Linked DNA regions of Mus musculus: region 2 is linked to region 1. Evidence: chromatin contacts called from public Hi-C data. All regions are on one chromosome and are shown on one strand. Each heading gives the region's core, a stretch centred on a gene start, on an enhancer-like site or on the middle of the called end of the contact. The rest is flanking DNA. Distances are from core to core; before and after follow the strand shown. Region 1 has its middle 28 kb from the start of Dock6. Region 2 holds the start of Swsap1 (SWIM type zinc finger 7 associated protein 1).

The links. A called contact is a pair of places that touch in the nucleus more often than the background predicts.
Region 2: a Hi-C map of the N1E-115 cell line shows a contact between it and region 1, with 3 times the contacts expected there. The contact joins the promoter of Swsap1 here to the enhancer-like site in region 1. A contact is called at or near these places in 11 of 39 promoter capture datasets (the 3T3-L1 cell line, embryonic stem cells, liver and 5 more), 17 of 484 Hi-C or Micro-C datasets (the C2C12 cell line, the G1E-ER4 cell line, the HL-1 cell line and 11 more), 4 of 115 datasets of contacts at active chromatin or transcription factors (CD8 T cells, bone marrow-derived dendritic cells, embryonic stem cells and 1 more) and 2 of 9 other capture datasets (liver and pancreatic islet).

Annotation. Positions count from the first base shown.
Region 1 is chr9:21,877,112-21,883,573 of GRCm38.p6, reverse strand. No RefSeq gene overlaps it. Among named protein-coding and RNA genes, the nearest start is that of Dock6, 28 kb to the right of the region's middle. Within about 2 kb of position 4,468, at least 3 of the 459 cell types and tissues checked have an H3K27ac peak or open chromatin away from gene starts, as enhancers often do. A contact at or near this core is called in the N1E-115 cell line, where this site is marked.
Region 2 is chr9:21,952,044-21,958,709 of GRCm38.p6, reverse strand. Swsap1 (SWIM type zinc finger 7 associated protein 1) reads right to left here and starts at 2,957. Exons shown (of 2, transcript NM_025870.1): 1 at 2,706-2,957; 2 at 440-2,033. The coding sequence starts at 2,948. The coding sequence ends at 1,440. Gm45914 (predicted gene, 45914) reads left to right here and starts at 2,704. Exons shown (of 1, transcript NR_132099.1): 1 at 2,704-3,426.

The DNA of each region.
Region 1 (6,462 bases), core at 3,219-5,718:
CATTTTTAAGTGGGTTTCTTACTGTTATTTGTGGAAAAACAACAGATTGATTTTGGGCAAACTGTAAGATTGGATGCTTTGGATAATGGTTATCTATTTGTCCTGAAAAGGAGGTAACTAAAACTGCCCAATCATTAGATGTGGCTGCCAAGGTTTGAACCTGTGCAGCGGTATAAGGTACAATTAAAAGATATGGACTTCGCCCAAAGTGGGTGATTGCTGCTTTTAGGCCTTTAAGGGCAAGCTGTGCAATTGCATCAGGATACCAATCTATTATTTTAGCTGGGGATACGTTTGGATGGATCCACAACAATGGCCCATTCTGCCACAAAACTGCAGTTGGCAATTGTGCTGTCTTAAAGACACACAAACTGAAAGGCTGCGAATCCTCAATACGTTGTAATTGTGCATTCTGTAAGGCCTTTTCCACTTTTTGTAAGGCCTGGTTAGCAGCTAGAGTAAGAGTCCTAGGGGAGGAGATATGAGGATCTCCTTCTAAAATACTAAACAAAGGCCTTAACTCAGCGGAAGGAATCTTTAAAAAAGGTCTAAGCCAATTAATATCTCCCAACAGCTTTTGAAAATCATTTAAGGTATGGAGGTGATCTCTTCTTATCTCTACCTTTTGGGGCACAATCTTATCTGGGGACACCACAGAGCCCAAGAATTGTCCTGTATCAGAAATTTGGACTTTTTCTGTGGCTATCTGTAAACCCCACTGACTTAAAGTTTTAAGTAGAAAAGGATATGCCTTTTGTAGCATGGTAAGGTCTTTATGGCACAGGAGGATGTCATCCATGTAAAGGAGCAAAATTAAAGAGGGGAATTGTTCCCTCACTGGTAAAAGAGCTTCTTGTACATAAAGTTGACACATAGTAGGACTATTGGACATTCCCTGTGGTAAGACCTTCCATTGATACCTCTTATCAGGTTCCATGTGATTAATAGAGGGGATGGTAAAGGCAAATCTGGGCCTATCCCTTGGACACAAAGGTATAGAAAAGAAACAATCTTTAATATCTATAATAATTAAATTCCAGCCACGTGGTAAGGCGGAAAGTACAGGGAGACCCCTCTGTACTGGGCCAAATAAGTTCATTTGCTCATTAATGGCTCTGAGGTCATGGAGCAGTCTCCACTTTCCTGACTTTTTCTTAATTACAAAAATTGGAGTATTCCAAGGTGAGGTAGAGGGTTCAATATGGCCTAATTTTAATTGTTCCTCTACCAGTTGAATCACAGCTTCTAGTTTTTCAGAGGATAGGTGCCATTGAGGAACCCACACTGGGTCCCCTGTTTTCCATGGTATGGGTCGTGCTGCCCCAATGGCCGCTAAGGAAAACCCAGACCCTGTCTGTCTTGGTTTCCATTAGGTGAGATGGGCTCTATCCTTCCCTGTTCTTGATGTCCTAACCCTTTTCCTTCTTTATAACCCATCTTTGCCATGATATTTTTTGCTTTAGCTGAATACCCTCCCGATGGGGCGTTTTCATTGGACAAAATAAGGCCCAAATGCTGCATAATATCCCTTCCCCAGAGGTTAACCGGGAGTGGGAGCACATAAGGTATGAATTTCCCTTGCTGTCCTTCAGAGGATTCCCACGTCAAGGCAATGGAGCTTATAGTGGGACATGATTGATATCCTAGGCCCTGTAATGAATGAGATGACTCTGTGGTGGGCCATGCTTTGGGCCACCAATGTGTAGAAATTATACTTTTATCTGCTCCGGTATCAAGGATGCCTTCAAACTCTTTTCCGTTGATCTTAAGGCGGAGCTTAGGTCTATCATTTAAAGATACAACCAAATAGGCAGAATCATTTCCTGAGGAGCCCATTTTCTTTATCTCAGGTCCTGCAAATTTCTCCCTGGTATTATCAGGGAGGAGCAGCAGCTGAGCTATCCTATCTCCTTTACTAATAGAAAAAACGCCCTTAGGGCTTGAGCACAGGACCTGTATTTCAGGGGAATGTTGACAATCCATAACTCCAGGGTGGACTACTAAGCCCTGCAAGGTGAGTGAACCCCGGCCGAGAATAAGGCCCATGGTTCCCGGGGGCAAGGATGGTATAGGCTCCACTGGCACCGGCTGAATACTCATTTGAGGCATTAATAGGAAGTCGGAGGCGGCACGCAGGTCCACCCTTGTGGGTCTTCCTGGGTCGCCTCTCTGACTGCTTCCTGGGTCCTGACAAACCGGTTCCCATATCTTTGAGGGCCCTGGGACCGAGGGCCCGATGACCCGTTTTTTGGCACATAAGCTGATTGACTATCAGGTGGGGGAAGAATTCTGCCCTTTATATCCCTCACAGAGCGACACTGGTCGGCTCTATGATAACCCTTGCCACACTTAGAGCAAAGAGTGAGAGTCCCTCCCTGTTTATCTGGAGCTCTGCAATCTTTCTTAAAATGCCCAGGCTTTCCGCAATTAAAACATGTCCTCTGATCATTTCTGCTCATGGAGCGGTTCTGAGATTGGAGGATGGCGGCCGCTAAGCCTGCATTGGTGAGAGGTCCCCCAAGCTCTCGACAGACCCTGAGCCAGTCTTGTAAGCCTTTGTTCTTTCTTGGGGCTATGGCCGCTCGGCACTCCTTTGTGGCTTGCTCATAGATTAGCTGTTCTACCAGAGGCGCGGCTTGCTCTGAATCTCCAAAAATTCGCTCTGCTGCCTCTGTCATTCTGGCCACAAAATCTGAGAAGGATTCCTGAGGTCCCTGGACAACTTTTGTTAATTGACCAGTGGTTTCACCTGCTCGGGAGAGCGCCTTCCAGGCCCTAATAGCCGTGGAAGAAATCTGGGCATAAGCTCCCCAATGGTAGTTTGTTTGATCAGCAGAATAAGCTCCCTGACCCGTTAACAAGTCAAAAGTCCAATCTCTCTGCTCTGGAGTCAAAGCAGCTGCGTTTGCTCGGGCCTGCGCTTGTGCAGTTTCATGCCAAAGAGCTCTCCATTCCATATATTTGCCCATACTAGGGAGAGCGGCTTTTACAACCGTTTGCCAGTCAGCAGGAGTTAGTGCCATGCCGGCAAGCCTGTCTAACTGCACCAAGGTAAAATTAGCATTGGTTCCGTATTTACGGACCGACTCGGCAATTTCTTTAATTTGTAAGTATTCTACCGGAGCGTGGACACGCCCACCCTCGGCTCCTTCAAAGACCGGAAATGCCTGTTGTATTTTCTTTTGTTCCTCTCTGGGAATGAATGAGTCTGCGCACTGCCTCTCTGCGCAGGGCTGACGCACTACGCAGGGCGGGGACTCCGCATAGGGCGGACCTTGAAGCCGACTGCCCTGAGGCCAATCAGCAAACTGGCCTTCGCCAGCCGCTTTTGGCTTCCTTAACTGATTAGCTAGCACTTTACCTGGCTGGTACCCTTTTTTCTCATAATGAGCTGCTTCTTCCTCCCAGTCTGTTTCTTCAGAGGAGAATTCTTCATCTGCTTCAGAGCTACTAAGAGCTGGCTCCCCGAGCCCATCCAGCGATGAGCACAGGCTCCTTTTCCTAGAGACCTCCGCTAATTGATCTTTCTTCTTTTCCCTTTTTCCTCTTTTTCTTCTAATCTCTCTCCAGGTATTCCTACCTAACCTTAACTTTTCCTCGGGTTCAAGACCCTTGGAAAGGCCTGTATACTTATTTTGTGTACCATATTTCCTCTTTGTTCCTACTCTCTCTCCCCACTTTACTTCTGATAGCTTGTCCTGAATTTCCTCTAGAATCCTCCCTGCCTTAACCACTTGATAACATGTGAAAAGGAACAAAAGGGCTTCTAACACTAGAAAAAATTCAAGGCCAAACATTTTCCACTTTACTTCTGATAGACTGTCTTGAATTTCCTTAGAAAGTTCAAGGCCAGGCTTACCTCGTAAAGCTGTACTCACTGGTACTCTCGTTCCCCAGCTGAAAAGTTCTGAATTCATACAGTTGAATCCTTCTTAACAGTCTGCTTTACGGGAACCTTTATTACCGCGACCCGCAGTTCTGGTTCTGGAATGAGGGATCTTCCTTGCGCCAGTCCCGAGTTTTTTCTCGTCCCGGAATTCGGCACCAATTGTTATTAGACGCGTTCTCACGCCCGGCCAGGAAAGACGCAACAGACCAGAATCTTCTGCAGCAAAACTTTATTGCTTACATCTTCAGGAGCAAGAGTGTAAGTGGCAAGAAAGAGAGAAAACGAAACCCCGTCCCTTTTTTAGGAGAGTTATATTTCGCCTAGGACGTGTCACTCCCTGATTGGCTGCAGCCCATCGGCCGAGTTGACGTCACGGGGAAGGCAGAGCACATGGAGTGGAGAACCACCCTCGGCATATGCGCAGTTTATTTGTTTACCACTTAGAACACAGCTGTCAGCGCCATCTTGTAACGGCGAATGTGGGCGCGGCTCCCAACAAAACAAGGTATATGAGGGACGCACACTGTAGAGCATGCTATGTGAGGGAGTTACACTGTGCAACATGGTATCTGAGGGACGCACACGGTAGTACGTGGTATCTGTGGGAATCACACTGTACAGCATGCTATGTGAGGGAGTCACACTGTAGAACATAATACCTGAGAGAGGCACACTCTAGAGCATGCTATTTTATCTAGTCACACTCTAAAACATGATATCTGAGGGAGGCACACTATAGAGCATGCTATGTGAGAGAGTGACTCTGTAGAGAATGCTATGTGAGGGTCTCACACTGTAGCATATGGTATATGACAGACACACACTGTAGAACATGGTATATGAGGGAGTCACACTGTAGAACATGGTATATGACAAACACTATAGAACATGATATATGATAGATGCACACTGTAGAGCATGCTATGTGATAGAGTCACACTGTAGACCATGCTATGTTAGTGACTCACACTGTAGAACATGGTATATGAGGGACGCACACTGTAGAGAATGCTATGTGACAGAGTCACACTGTAGACCATAATATCTGAGGGAGGCACACTGTAGTACATGTTATATGAGGGAGCCACACTGTAGAACATACTATGTGAGGGAGTCACACTGTAGAGCATGCTATTGGAGAAACTCACACTATAGAACATGGTATATGACAGATGCACTCTGTAGAATAAGGTATATGAGGAAAGCACACTATAGATCATGCTATGCGAGGGAGTCACACTGTAGAATATGATATGTGAGGAAGGCACACTGTAGAGTATGCTACGTGAGGGACTCACAATGTAGAACATGGTATATGAGAGACGCACACAGTAGTACATGGTATCTGAGGGAGTCACACTGTAGAACATGATATATGAAGGAGGCACACTGTAGAGCATGCTATTTGAGGGAGTCACTCTGCAGAACATGGTATTTCAGGGAGGCACACTGTAGAACACGTTATACAAGGGAGTCACACTGTAGAGCATGGTATACGATGGACACACACTGTAGAATATGGTATATGAGGTGGATCCTACTTACCATCTGGAGCAAGCCTCTGCCTTCTTAGTTGCTCCACACTGGCAAGGCTAAGCTCTATGGTGATGCATCCCGTTCCCAGGCTCAGGTAACCAAAGTGAAAGAGGTGGACCGAGGACATCCCTAGGACCGCCATCAGTGTGGCCTCTCCATACTTGACACCCCAGAGGCAGGCCAGTGAGCGCCATACCAGGCACCTTGAGAACAGAAACCTGACAGGAGGAGGTCAGGGCTATGTCTTAGTTTTACTGCTGTGACAGACACCATGACCAAGGCAACTCTACAAGGACAACCTTTAATTGGGGCTGGCTTACAGGGTCAGAGGTTCAGTCCATTATCATCAAGGCGGGAACATGGCAGCATCCAGGCAGACATGGTGTTGAGAGTTCTACATCTTCATCTGAAAGCTTTTAGCAGAATACTGACTTCCAGGCAGCTAGGGTGAGGTCTTACAGCCCACACCCACAGTGATACACCTTCTAATCATGCCACTCCCTGGCCCGAGCATAAACAAACCACCACTGGATGCAAGTGGGAGTCTTCCTGCGTGGGGCCAGAGGGAAGCAGAGGATAATAAAATCTGCAAAAAGACCAAACTGGGTAATACCGAGAAGCAGTGGTGATGCGGAAGCATTCTCATAGCTGTAGAACAGAAGGCAGAACTTTTTAGGTTGAGGCTGTGGCTCAATTGGCAGAGTGCTGGCCAAGCACACACAAAGCCCTGGGTTCCATCCCCACGACCAGGAAAGTCCAGTGTGGTAGCGCCCAGCGGTGATCCCAGTGCTACAGAGGCAAGAAGGTCAGGAGCTTAAGGTCACCCTTGGCTACTGAGTGGATTGGAGTCTGTCCTGGGCTGCAAGAGAGAAACCTCAAAAAGAAAGAAAAGGAAGAAAGGAAAAACTGTAATCCACACACAAACTAAAAGACTTTATCTTTAAAAAACAGTTTTAAAGGATTTTTTTGGTTGCTTTTTGTTTGTTTGTTTTGTTTTGTTTTTTTGGTTTTTTGAGACAGGGTTTCTCTGTGTAGCC
Region 2 (6,666 bases), core at 1,708-4,207, 77 kb before region 1:
GCTGCAAAGACTGCAGACTGCACCACAACCCTCAGGAGTTCTCTTGCTGGCCCATATTTTAGTTGTTTGAGACACGGTAGCTGAAGGTGACCTTGACCTCCCGATGCTTCAGTCTTTCCCTCCCCAGTGCTGGGGCTCCAGGCATGCTCCACCACGCCCAGCTCAGAGGTGCCATGCCCAGCTCAGGGGTGCCAGGCACTGTACTAGAGCTTCCTGCATGTTAGGCCTCTGCCATGGCCTGGGACCCCATCTCTGCCTGGACCTAGGACATGGAAATAAACAGCTAGCACTGAATTTTTGGATCTGGCGACATGAAGACAGACATAATGGTCAGTGTATATGTCACTAGCTGTCAATACACACTGCTCCAAAACTTAGTGTCATATCCACTGTTGATCTCCTGCCGGACAGAAAACCCAAGTACACAGACCACCAGAGTCCAATGTGGTGAACCAATAGAGCTTTACTAGGCTTATGTTCAGGAATATGGGTGAGGGTTTTTCACGGGAGTGGAAATGACTCAGACAGATAGAGAACCAAGGCTGTCACAGTGAGAGGATTCCCAACCACGGGGCTCTCCTCCAGCTCCCTAGTTTGTTTTTGTCTTTGAGGCAGGGTCTATGTAGCCCTGGTTGGTCTGGAACTTGCCACGTAGAGCAGGCTGTTCTTAAACACATACGTACAGATCTACCTGCCTCTGTGCTAGGACTAAAGGCCTGTGCCATCACACCTGGCCCACTTTGGGTTTTGGAGACAGGGTCCAGTGTGAGCCAGCATCGCTTCCCACACCTTATGTAGCCAAGGATAGCCTTGCACTTGTGATCTCCCACCTCTCCCTCCCTAAGCTGGCCTGTCCTAAGCAAGCTAAATGTGTGCATACTCTATGTGGAGTGGATCCACTCCGAACTGTACACCCTAAATACATGTGCAAGGTCATGTGGATGACTACGTAAGCCAACACATAGAGGTAACTGGGATACGGGCACCCAAGGAATGTGCAAGAGGAGCCAAGAACAGGAGCATACTCGATAGGCCCCGCCCTCAAGAGATGAGGCTGTAGGATCAGGAGTTCAAGGACAGCCTCAGCTAAGGATCTAGTTTGAGGCTGGCCTGACTTAGAGAGCCTGCCTGGATAAAAAATGCAGCAGATAAAAAGACCTGCACTAGGAAACATGGCTGAATCTCATTGACAACGGTGAGTGGGCAAAGGAAGGCTCTGCTGGCCTTACTTATCTTAAAGGTCTCATTACTAATTTATCATTAGTGTGGAGGGCTGTGTGTTTCCACCCAAATGTGGAGGTCAGAAGACAACTTGCAGGAGTCAGTTCTTTCTACCACGAGGGTCCCGGGAATCAGTCAAATTACCGTGCCTGTTGCCAAGGGATCTTGCCAGCCCTGATGACAATAATGCTAGTTTATAAACAGAAAATCTACATTTTTCAGGTCTTTGAATCTGCACCTGTCTCTGAAGTAAGTATCCCATCCAAGGGAGACCCAGGACCAGGGAGGTTGTCACATCCCAAAGTTAAGGACTGGCTTCCAGCACTTGAATCTTTCTTCTCTGGGCTGAGCTTAGAAGCCTGGGCAAGCCATGGGGTGACCTTCATCTCTCCACAGGGTAAGAAACTCACTGACCACTCTGTCCTAGGGCTCAGTTTGCCCAACTCTAGGCTGGCTCGAAGGCAGCAATGCTGTCCCAAGCCTAGGGCATCTGGCTGCAACCAGCACTGTGCAGGAAAATATCGCTTAAGTAATGGCAGATGTGGGGCATCGGCCTCTGCTTCTTTCTGGGTTTCAAGGGCCACAACAAGCCCACAACTGCCATTGGCTCCAAGACGGTGGCTAAAGAAGGCAGCAGTATCCAGAAGCAATGCAGCCAAGTAGGCGGCTTCCTGGGCACTGGGATCCTCTGCGAGATATTCTTCCAGGCCGTCCAGGAGTAGAAGGGATGGGGTCGGTGCTGGGGCCTCATGGGCAGAGGCCAGCAGCTGGAGAAGCTCTTGAATTGAGGATGGGTACTGGAAACGAACCTTCTAGAAGATAGGAAAAGGCTAGACTTAATATAGGAGGTCAAAACTCCCTATTATGGCTACCTCACTTCTATACTTTCCGGTCTAGGCTCTCATGGTCCATATATAAAGTTCCAGGATGAAGCACCAGCTCAAATACTTCACCCTTGTCACCTGCCCTTCTCCAGCAGTTGTCACTGCTCAAGATTATTTAAGGAAAAAACATTTTTTTTCTTTAATACAGGGCCTCATGTGACCCAGGATGATCGCAAACGCGTTTTGTAGCCAAGGATGGCCTGACACTTCTGAGAACTGAATCCCAGGCATATATTATCAAGTCTGGTTAAAGGGATAGAAAGAACCCAGGGCTTCGCGCATGTTAGGTAAATTCTCTGTTCAGTTAATCCCAGTCCGTATTTTTTTGTTGTTGTTTTTGGTGGTTTGTTTTGGTTTGTCACCCATGCTCACCAATGCCGCCCGACCACAGGACGGTCTTTCACTTCATCTTAACTAAACCCGCACTGTCCCGTCCCACGACCCTACTCCGCCTCTTCCACCCACCACTTCCACAGACGCTTTATGACGATTTAGTTGTGAATCTACGATTCACGCTGCCATTTGCCTATCGAACTGTCACTCAGGCGCGAACTAGCCCGCCATTGGGTAACGCATTGCCAGGTCCAGCCCTCCGTTTACCTGGAGCCGCCAATGCTCTCGCGCTGTGGGTGTACTGAGCGGCAGGCTCTGAAGGGGCCTTCGCGTCACGAAGAGGACGGACCCGCGGCCTTCCCCTGCCGCCTCAAGGGCGGCTGCAAACAGCAGCGACGTCTGCGCAGAGCGCGGAGCGCCGAGCAACAGCAATGGCGGCCCGGCAGCGCCATCCTCTCCTGGCCTTGCCGCGCAGCCGGCATTCAGCACCCGCCTCAGCGCCTCCGCCATTTGCTGAGTGCCGCTGACCAATCAAAAGCGATATCTCATCTTGGGCCCGCCCACACAGAGGCCTCATTGGCTATAGTTCACAGACTAAGTTCGTCGCTGGAGCTGTCAGCCAATGATCAAAACACGGAGCGTGGAGGAAGTGGGTACTTTGAGGGAATTGCTGCAAGAAGCCGTGTGATCGATTAAAAGGAAAGGAAGGTCGAGGGTCCAAACGTGCTCCAAAGAGACGCCCAGGCTCTAGGTCGGAGCTGTAGAGAATGGCTCAGTCGTTACGAGCACTGGCTGCTCCTCCAAAAGACCCGGGTTCAGTTCCCACCATCTACTAGGTGATTCACAGCCATGCACAAGTACAGTGTGAGGGAATCCGACGCCCTCTTCTGGACTCCGCGGACACGTGGCACCCATATATTTATGGCCCCGCGCTTATACACACACTCATGTAAAAATAAATCTAAACATTAAAAAAAGTAGAAGCCGGTCGGTGGTGTCGCGCACCTTTAATTCCAGTACTTGAGTGGCAGAGGCAGGTGAATCTCTTAAGATCAAGGCCAGTCTAGAGAAACCGTCTCAAAAAAAAAAAAAAAAAAAAGTAGGTTCCCTTAGATATATATTGAGGTTTGCAACCAGCCTGAGTTACATGAGCACCTATCTTTAAAAATAATAATAATGATGATGATAACCAGACTTTTAGCTTGCCCACCTGCAAAATGAATATTGTGATTCCATGTGATCATTGTAATGCGTTGGTGTGAACAATTGCTGATGTCACCGAAGCAAAGTTCACAGAGACCTGTTTGCTTGTCTCTGCATAGTTGAATATGGGGAATTTTATTTTTTGGTAGGGTCCCAGACATTTTAGCCTGTGCCACTATGATAAGTTAATACAAGGCTGGGGGTGAAATTCGGGGTTTTGTCCATGCTGAGCAGGCACTCTGCCCTCCATGGGGGGAGGGGTGATTACATTTATTTAGTTGGTGTGAGTGTGTATATACTCCCATTGACACAGAGTGCATGCACTCTGAGGACAACTTCTGGGATGGGATGCAGTTCTTTCTACCCCACCATGTGTGTCCCCTGGATGACAGATTTTTAAAAAAAGATTTATTTATTTATTTTATGTATATGAGTGCTCTGTCTTCATGTACACCTACATGACAGAAGAGATCATCAGATTCCATTGTAGATGGTTGTGAGCCACCATGTGGTTGCTGGGAATTGAACTCAGGACCTCTGGAAGAGCAGTCAGTGTTTTTTAACCGCTGAGCCATCTCGCCAGCCCCTGGATGACAGATCTTCAGGGCTGGTGGCAAGAGTCCTCTAAGCCATCTCACTGGCCCCGATTTCTGGGATTTTTTAAAAATCTTTTTTTGTGTGGGCGTGTGCAGGATTACCTGTGCCACCTAGCGTGTGGAGGTCAGTCCTTACCTTCTAGCTCATTTGCACAGTGTGTCTTGTTCACTGCTGTGTATGTCAGACTGGATGACCGTCACAGCCCCACCACGAGACCGATCCTGTGTCCAGTGTTTAAATGGGTCGACTCTCAGGCTCGTGCCTGTACATCCTGCACTGTACATACTGAGACCTCTCCCAGGTTCCCTGTATGAGGGCCCTTTAAGAGGCCTGTCATCTAACTTTCTTTTTGGCCTGGGACCTTCTTAATGCCTGCTTGTATTAAGAGGAGAGAGAAAATTGTGTGTGTGTAGAAAGAGAGAGAGAGAGAGAGAGAGAGAGAGAGAGAGAGAGAGAGAGAGAAGAGAGAATGAGGGCTTCATTCACAAGAGTCTATGACCACACTGGAAAAGTGCAATTCTTGTCAAGTCACTGAATGAAAGAGGAAGAACTGAGGGAACCAAGGTGAGTGGTGGGTGATCCTGATTTCTCAGCCAGTCTCTTCACCCAAACTTGGCTCGTGAGCTGTCACTCAAGCCTGTTTCCCTGGAAACCTTGTCTCCTAGTAACTTCAAAGTGGTACGGTTGCCTGGAGACCCAGGAACAGGGCGGAACTGTGATTTCCTGAGCTTACTCTTTCCCTCTGGGGACAGAAAACAGCTTCACAACATCCCCCAGTACACCCACACACACAGCTGGGCACCCTCACCCTGAGCACACACACACACACACCCTGCACACACACATGCACACCCCAGAACACACATACCATGCACATACACACACCCTGCATGCACACACATGCACACACATGCTATGGCATTCAGAGTTCTATTGCCCCCACACACATAAACAGCTGAACCCTGACACAAAGCATTCCATACAATATTCCCACTTTATACTCCACACCCTGACCCTTGCGCGCGCGCACGCGCACACACACACACACACACACACACACTAGGACACAGGTTGAGAAGACTATGTGGTGGGGATTCTTCAGACATCCTGAGCACAGTTATACTGTTGTAGGAAGTCTGATGCTTCAGCCTCCAGCCCCCACCCAGACACAGCCTGACACTGCAAAGCTTTAAGTGCACAGATCACAACAGCACACTCTCCACGGGTCTTTTCACGTGCCTTACCGGAAGGGTTGGCTCTATGGGCTCTGTCTAGCTCTGGGTTTGTTTATTTGTTTATTTGATTGTTTGGCTGGCTGGTTGCTGGTTTGGTCTCTCCTCCCTCTCTTCCCCTCATCACTCAGGACCCCACCTGTGCCAAGTGAACATGGAGCACTGAGCTAAGCACAAAGAACATGGAACACTGAGCAGAGCACAGCCCTGGCCCTCTTTTTTTTCCCCCCAGCCCCACTTAATTTTTTTGTTTATTTTTGTTTTATGGCTATAAAAGTTTGCCCATATGCATTATGTGGCACTATGTGCACCATGTGAGCCTAGTGCCCTTAGAAGTCAAGGCTGCGCCACCATATGAGTGCTGGGACTGCATCCAGGCCCGCTGCAAGAGCAATGTGTGCTGTTCTTCTCCAGCCTCCCTTCCTGCTTATTTTACTCTTTATTGAATTAACTTATTTACTACTTTCTTTTTTTCTTATGCAGGGTTTCTCTATGTAGCTCTGGATGTCCTGGCACTTGCTCTGTCAGCTAGGCCTCAAACTCAGAGATGCTCCTGCCTCTGCCTGCTGAGTGCTAGGATTAAAGACGTGCACCACTGCTTGTCCTTTTTTCTTTTCTTTTCTTTTCTTTTCTTTTCTTTTCTTTTCTTTTCTAATGTATGAGGACACTGTAGACACTGTAGACACACCATTAGAGGGCATTGGATCCCATCACAGATGGTTGTGAGTCACCATGTGGTTGCTGAAATTGAACTCAGAACCTCTGGAAGAGTAGCCAGTGACCTTAACCACTGAGCCACCTCTCCAGTCCTTCATTTTCTTTTTAAATTGAGACTTTCATCTCCCTAAGTTGCCTAGTCTGGTCTTGAACGTACTGTGTAGTCCAGGCAAGCCTTGAACTCATGACCTTTCTGTCTCAATCTCATAAAGAGCTGGGATTGCAGGCTGCAGTACTAGGTCTGGCTGCCATTTGCTCTACACACACACATACACACACACACACACACACACACACACACACACACACACACACACCATGAATGTGCAGTGCCCATGGTGGCCAGCAGAGGGCATTAGATCTCCTGGAATTGGAGTTACAGATGATTGTGACCCACTATGTGAGTGTTGGAAACCAAACCCAGGTCCCCAAGAAGAGCCGCAAGTGCTATTAACGTCTGAAGGGACATCTCTCCAAAC